Regions from separate parts of the Mus musculus genome. Here region 2 is linked to region 1. Evidence: chromatin contacts called from public promoter capture Hi-C data. All regions are on one chromosome and are shown on one strand. Each heading gives the region's core, a stretch centred on a gene start, on an enhancer-like site or on the middle of the called end of the contact. The rest is flanking DNA. Distances are from core to core; before and after follow the strand shown.

Evidence for each region. Promoter capture Hi-C pulls out the DNA fragments that hold promoters and counts their contacts.
Region 2: a contact with region 1 is called in a promoter capture Hi-C map of pre-B cells, with 2.9 times the contacts expected there. The contact joins the promoter of Fgd6 here to the promoter of Cfap54 in region 1. A contact is called at or near these places in 3 of 39 promoter capture datasets (the HPC-7 cell line, pre-B cells and second pharyngeal arch cranial neural crest) and 1 of 115 datasets of contacts at active chromatin or transcription factors (pro-B cells).

The regions. Positions count from the first base shown.
Region 1 is chr10:93,079,721-93,083,151 of GRCm38.p6, reverse strand. It overlaps Cfap54 (cilia and flagella associated protein 54), which reads left to right and starts at 1,530. Exons shown (of 68, transcript NM_001347060.2): 1 at 1,530-1,887. The coding sequence starts at 1,556.
Region 2 is chr10:94,034,387-94,037,817 of GRCm38.p6, reverse strand. Fgd6 (FYVE, RhoGEF and PH domain containing 6) reads right to left here and starts at 1,817. Exons shown (of 21, transcript NM_053072.3): 1 at 1,508-1,817. The coding sequence starts at 1,523. Vezt (vezatin, adherens junctions transmembrane protein) reads left to right here and starts at 2,019. Exons shown (of 12, transcript NM_172538.5): 1 at 2,019-2,148. The coding sequence starts at 2,113.

The DNA.
Region 1 (3,431 bases), core at 281-2,780:
CTATTACTAAAAGGTGTCTATTATTTTTTTTTCTTTTTTTTTTGGCAAAAGCTCAATGGACGCCTCCCCCTCCCAACCTGCATTCTTTAAATATGTTAAAGTTTGTTGCTCATCTCCAATACAAAATATTGTGCATCAAGAATAGGTGCTGCCTCTTGGATGGAGAACTGGGCCCTGACAGAGAGGTCCCTGCTCTTGTGTGTCACTGGAAGATTCTTTAGCCATAATTACCTGCTCCAATAAGTGATTTCCCCTGTGATCTTCCTTCCAAGAATATTAAGGTACAGTGCATAGGACAGAGAAGACCAACCTTACAAATTAGTACAGATGCTTGAAAGAAATGGGCTTGGAGCTGGAAGAGATAAGGCTGTGGCCCAGTGAGCTTCTTTACTATTCAGTGGATACCAAGGTCACCGTCTATATTTTGCATGTGAAAGAATTGGTAGTCGTTTTCAGTGTTTAAAGACCTTGTTTTTGAAGCCAACCTCTCTATCTCTGGTTCTTCAATATTTCTTTGGGCTTGCATAATTTGTAAGGAAAAGTATGTCCGCTAGCTGAAATTCAAATCCCAAATTAATAAATTTGACTCATTGTGGCCCATGAGATGCAAGAAAAGAACATTTTTTAGTGTTAAGCATTTCCTCTGAGACCTACAGTTTGTCCATCAGAGAGAAAAAAAAAATCTCCCATCTCCCCGTTTAAAAACAAAAAGTATTTGGAGAGTTAACACTTCAAACCATTTAGCATATATTAATGTCAAGGAGTTAAAGTTGAGCAAAAGGCATATTGATTTAGAACACCGTGACATTTAGGATAAGGCTGAAGTGGCAGTAACTCATGATCATTACTCACAAACTCAAACTGCAGCGGGAAGAGAACATAGCCACACAAGGTGCTTGTCTTAACCAGATTGTCAGGGAGTTCCCTAATTTCGGTTTGGGAATTCAGCTTCAGTGCTTTCTCTTGGGGGCATCACCAGGACGGCAGATTTCTTATGATCACTGGCTTTGCAGCACATAATTAGGACTTGTCCCCTGATTCTCAGTTATCCTCTGAGTTTGGTCAAAGTCAAGCTATGTTCCCCTAAGCTGTGAAACCGAGGAGATAGGATAGAAGCTGAGGTATGAAGTCATGACGATTAATGAGACAGGTAATGTCTCAAAATGCTTGGAATAATGCCCAATACATCTTAATGATTGTAACCATGGATATTAGTAGGTGGTCCAAATAGGGAAAACATTGTATGAATTTTTGATGGTAATTTTCTTTATTGGTTCTTTGCTTTAAAGCCCTCTCTCAAGCGGCGTTGGATGTGAATGTCCGTAATCCCAGCACTCAAGACACTGAGGCTGGAGGATAGTGAGTTTGAGGCCAGAGTGGGTTACACACATAGCCAGCCATTCAGAGCATCCTGCCTTTCCAGGCTGTTTGTACTTTCCTCACCCTCTAGGGGCCGCTGTGCTTCCGGAGAGCGTGCAGGTGGCTTGGTTGCCGGGAGATCGTTGCTTGGCAACCGCTTGTCCACCAGCCTCTAGCCTGCTGAACTCTGATAGACATGGCGTCCTCCAGAAGCTCCTCCAGTTCTTCTGAGGAGTCCCCAGACTCTGAGACATCGGTGTCGCCGGTGCATCTGCCCCCAACGCCGCCGCCGACCTCTACCGCGGTTCTCAAGTCGCCCAGCGAGTCCAAGTCGAGTTCGACCGACCCGCCGCAATGTACCCACTCCGAGGACTCGCTGCCCTCTGCCGCCTTCTACGGGCCCCTGGACAGTAAAAACCCACTCCTGGCCTCTTGCGAGAAGGAGATCCGGGAGCTGTTGGGCTTTATGAAGAAGAAGAAGGCTCTAGCCACCTCAATGGAACAGAAGTACGAATTCCATCGGAGGTGGTAAGCTGAGGCAGGGTGCTGGGGAGGGCGCCTGGAGATGCCATTGGAGGACCACGACAGGGGTGGGGCCCTGGAGACAAGCTGAGCTGTAGCCACTCCCAGCTCTTACAGCCCTTAGCTCCCCCTACACGTTTCATGTCTTCCTTCTCAGGTCAAAATAAAAATCTGCACAGAAGTATTTCCTAACACTGGGTTTGGTCTCAGCGTTCTCATGGCCTCTCTTGGCTCACTCATGGGTCGCAAAACAGGACAAAAGTAGACTTAAGACCAACTCTGAGGCAGTTGCTCAGGTCCTTGAATTTAGGTCTCAACCAAGTCTGTCATATTGTGAACATGTACATTTTATTCTCTTTATATTCCGTTGGGATTACAGAAACTTCTTTTCCCCTTGACTTGGTGGCTCTTTGTGAGCGTCTGATTGGGTTTTTTGTTTGTTTTTCCAACTTATTTCTGTGAACTGAAAACTACCAGTTTCTAAGATTTGGTTTTGTTCATGTTGCCATCTTTTTTCTGGTCTAATGCTTTCCAAAATGAGTAGTTTCAAGACATAGGGAAGCAGCGAAGAATACCAGACAGGCAAATAACTTTTTTTTTTCTGGTGAGTATTTTAAACTTACATGTTTTGGTCATGCATTTAATCTGATTACACATTTTTAACTTACATTTATAATTCAACCAAACATCTTAATGATTTGTTGAGTAGACATATTTTTGACAGGTACTTTTCTCAAAACTAGGAAGGCATCAAGTTAACAATAAACCCCTCTCCCCCAAATCATATATTTCTGTGAGTATAGTCTTGTACTAAACAAACATGGGGCACAGCATTCCCACCATCCCTTTATCTACTCCCCCCACCCCAAGTTTCACTTACCTGTGGTCAAAGGCTATGCAAATCTTAAATGGAAAATTCCAGAAACAAACAATTGGCGTTGTTTATAGTCCCTTCTGAGCAGTCTGACAAAATCTTGCTCTGCACTGTTCTGACCCACCCAGGGTTTGAATTCACCCCTTTGTCCAGCACACTGACACTGTAGGCTTCGTCGGTCCATTTGTTAGTTAGCCATCTTGATTATCAGATCGACTGTCATAGAAACTCAGGATTTGTGCTAACATGACCCGTATTTTGCTTAATAATAATTATGAAGCACAAGAATAATGATGCTAGGGATGCAGATGGACCAAGGAGAAAGTGTAAATTCCTTCTATACATGGGAAAAATGTTTCAATAAGGAAGGAGAAAAATACATATTTGGGTGGCCAAGACCCACATATAGTTAGATGTTTTGAGAGTCACCATATTCATGTAGCTTTTATACAGTTTGTTATACATTTTCCACCCTAGTATAGCTCATCTCTTCTTGTGCCTAATTCATAAGGGATTCTTTGTCATGTGATGGCTAATCTTGCTTGTCAACTTGACTCTCCTGGGAAGAAGGGACCTCTTCTTGAGGAATTGCCTCCATCGGATTGGCCGTGTGGCATGACTGTAGGGCATTTTATTGACTGCTGATAATATCAGAGGGTGCAGTCTATCCTGAGCA
Region 2 (3,431 bases), core at 568-3,067, 950 kb before region 1:
AAAATCAACTCACTCAGCTAGACACAGGAAGTGTCTCTCTTTTAAATACCACAAAAATGCTGTGGATTTCCTTAATTGTAAAGTTGATAAGTATAAAAATAGCTAGCCTTGTTCTGGATTAATTTGAAGAAAACAATCGTAAACTTCCTGACTGAATTCTAGAAATTTTAATTATTAAGTTTTAAGTTTTTATTTTAAATTAATTATATTAATTCAGTCATTTTAAAAAGCTGAACGATGGCGAGGGTACAGAAACTTGGGCTGAAAACGATCCGTTGTTTAAATGGAACACATCCCAAAACTGAGAGAAACGTTTGTAAATAACTCAGTGCATGATGATCACGTGATGAATGCACATCACTTCAAAGAGAATAAAGGTCTCACTTTCTTATTGTTACTAATTTCTTGCCTGTTTGAAGTAATCCGGATTTTGCCTAGCAGTGTGACTCCTTCAAGGCTTTAGAAGTACAAATCAGAACATTTAGTGTGTGTGCTCTCCTGACAGTTTTCAAGTTGCAGGAATGTTAAACAAACGCCAAAAAAAGCAAAGAAAATTTAATCTGATACTTAAGTGCTAATTCTAGACCTAACTGAAGTGAAACTTACGCTCTTTTACTACAAAATCTCTCATCAAAGTTTCTTCTGATGTGGATAAAGATGCCTTTAATATATCCCATACCTTATTAAATTCTGGCTTTGAAAATGTGCTGTGTTCTTATAAAGAGACTGTCCCTTGGACACAAATTTGGAAGATTAGAAACTGTTCCTTAAAAAGGTCACAACACAATGAGCCAAAGTGCTTAAATTCACACAAAGGTAAGGAGAGGCTTTGTCATTTGGGTGAGTGGAAAGGAGGCAGACTGAAAATAGGGCTTTGTTTACACAGTCCAGGTACGAGGGGGGTGGGGGGGGGAGGAAGAAAGGAAGGAAGGAAGGAAGGAAGGAAGGAAGGAAGGAAGGAAGGAAGGAAGGAAGGAAGGAAGGAAGGAAAAGGTGAAGATGAGCAAAAAACAGGGAGGGGTAGGTGCAGGGGAGGGGGCAACTCGGTTTTGTTTTATTTTACCAACTAATAGTCCATACTCACTCAGGTAATAGGGCTCAAAACACCAGGGTGCAAACAGCTCTATCCAACCCTCCTTACAAGCGCGAAGAGTTTCAGTCAATAAATACTAGGTTTTCAAGCAACGCGGGCTAGTGGCGGAGTTTCTTCAACTCGCTGGAAAACTGTCCTAGCTTAGAATAACTGACTCCTCCACACCGGACTCCACGCTTCCCACACCGCGCACAGGCAGCGACAGCGCCTAAGTCACGGAACCCGAGCAAGCTCCGCGACGCCGTCCCATCACCTGGGCTCAGGGGTGGGGGACGCATCCCGGGGACCCCACAGCGGGCGCGGGCGACCGGCGCCAGTCCCGCACCGCCCACCCGCGGGGAACGCAGCGGGAGCCGGAGCCCGCCGGCGCCCGCCGCGACTACTCCCCAGCCCGGCGCGAGCGCAGCCACTTACCCGCGGCAGAAGTCATGACTGCCCCGCGCGGCTCACGCCCTCAGTCCATGGCTCCCGTTCAGTCCACACTCCCCAGAGTTTGAGCAGAAGACAAAAGTCCCCGCAGCGCCCACATTCCGTCCCGCACCGCCTGAGCGCCTCACAAAGGACGGACGCCGGCTCCCGCGACCCTCCGGCGGACCCGGGCGCTAGCGGCCAGCGACAGGGGGACGTGCACGAGCGCCGCTCCGCCGCGCTCCGGGACGATCGCCAGGCGCGCGCACGAGAGGAGATCGCAGCGGCTTCGCGGACGCGCGCCCCACCTCAACTTGAGAGAAAAATCCGCGCTCCAGGCGCCCCCTAGTAGTCAGGGGATGTAAAAGGCAGACAAAAGCCATAGCTCTCTCCAATAGGAGCTCTGGAACGCCCGCCCGCTCCCGCCCCTCCAGCCTACACGCTCACCCTCTTCTCCAATAAGCAGGTCGGAAAGGGGCGTGGGTCGCGATGCATGCCGGGAGTTGTAGTTTTCAGTGCCCCCGAGGTGGGCAGGAGCCGAAGCCTGGGTGCTGCCCGCCCTCCTGCCTTCATTTCCCATCGTGCTGAGGCGGGTGGTATGGCGGAGAAGGATGACACCGGAGTTTGACGAAGAGGTGGTTTTTGAGGTGAGGAGAAAATGGCGGGGAGTGTGGACCGTCTTTGTTTCCGAAGGACTAAAGGAAGAGCGAGAAGGCAAAGCGATTCAGAGGGGAGGGATAGGGTGACGGGCGCCTGCGGGCCTGGGTCCCCAATCCTCCGCTGTTTCGGGGCCTACTTGCTGCAGCCGCCTGACAGGTATAGCTCAGGGGATCCTGGCGTGGTTGGCCTCTGCCCCGAGCTCGCCCAGAATTCCCAGACCCGGCGCAATTGACCGGCCCTGGGCGGGAGCCTTGATCGGTTCTTACCCTATGGCTGCACCGCCCTGGACTGCGCCTCGTTGGGGCGGGGCCGAAACGTGCTGGATATTCTGTCTACTACTTAACCTCCTTCCCTTTTTATCTTTGATTTTTGCGGGCCTGTTAATCCATAAGTGCCTCCGGTCATCATCATCATCATAATCATCATCATCAAGGTGTGGCCTCTGGAATGCAGGCAGGCAGCAGGTGCCTTTCTATGTGGGGTTTAAGGTCTGTTAAGTGAGACCTGTGGCCAATGGTGTGAGCTCTGGCGTCTCAGCACCTAGGTTCCATTCTTTTGTCCTTGCTGTTGCGCTAAGTGTAGCCAGTTCTGAATGGAAGCTCTGGTCTGGATGTGAATGCTTTTGTGTTGGACTATTTTAAGATGTCTCTGCCATCTTGAATTTAAAAAATAAAGCCTAGTTAATGGCTTTAGTGCCATTTTTACCCCATCAGACAGGTCAATACCCACACCCTGGAACGTGTATGTGTATGTATTGAATATGTATGCCATACTTTCCCTCAGCCAACTAGATTTCAGGGAATTCATACAAGAGAAAGAGAAGAAATCCCCCGTGGTGTATAATGGGAGGGTGAGGTACGGTACAGAATGTGAAGTATTGAGATATCTAAAAACTGCCCGTGGAAGCATAATTTGGAACCCATTGTCCACTCATAGCACTTTAAAAAGCTACACACAGCAAGTGATACCCTAGGTAAATCTTCAGCTCTGAATGAAATTAGGAAGATTGATGGGAGAAAATGTACTCCAGGAAAAGGGTTTTATGTATGCCAAAGATCGGGGTGGGGTGACAATACTGAACGTGCAGCTTTAGGGGCTGGAGTATGGAGGGTTGCAAAGTGACTTAATATAGCTACAGTATCGAGGAGGGAAATATGACTGCTTTGCTATTATGAAGGGTCTAGATATGAGGACTTGAGTAGAGAGGACAAAGGCATACATTTTGGAAGTCAGAAAAATTAATACTGACTTGGATATTCATCTCTAATAT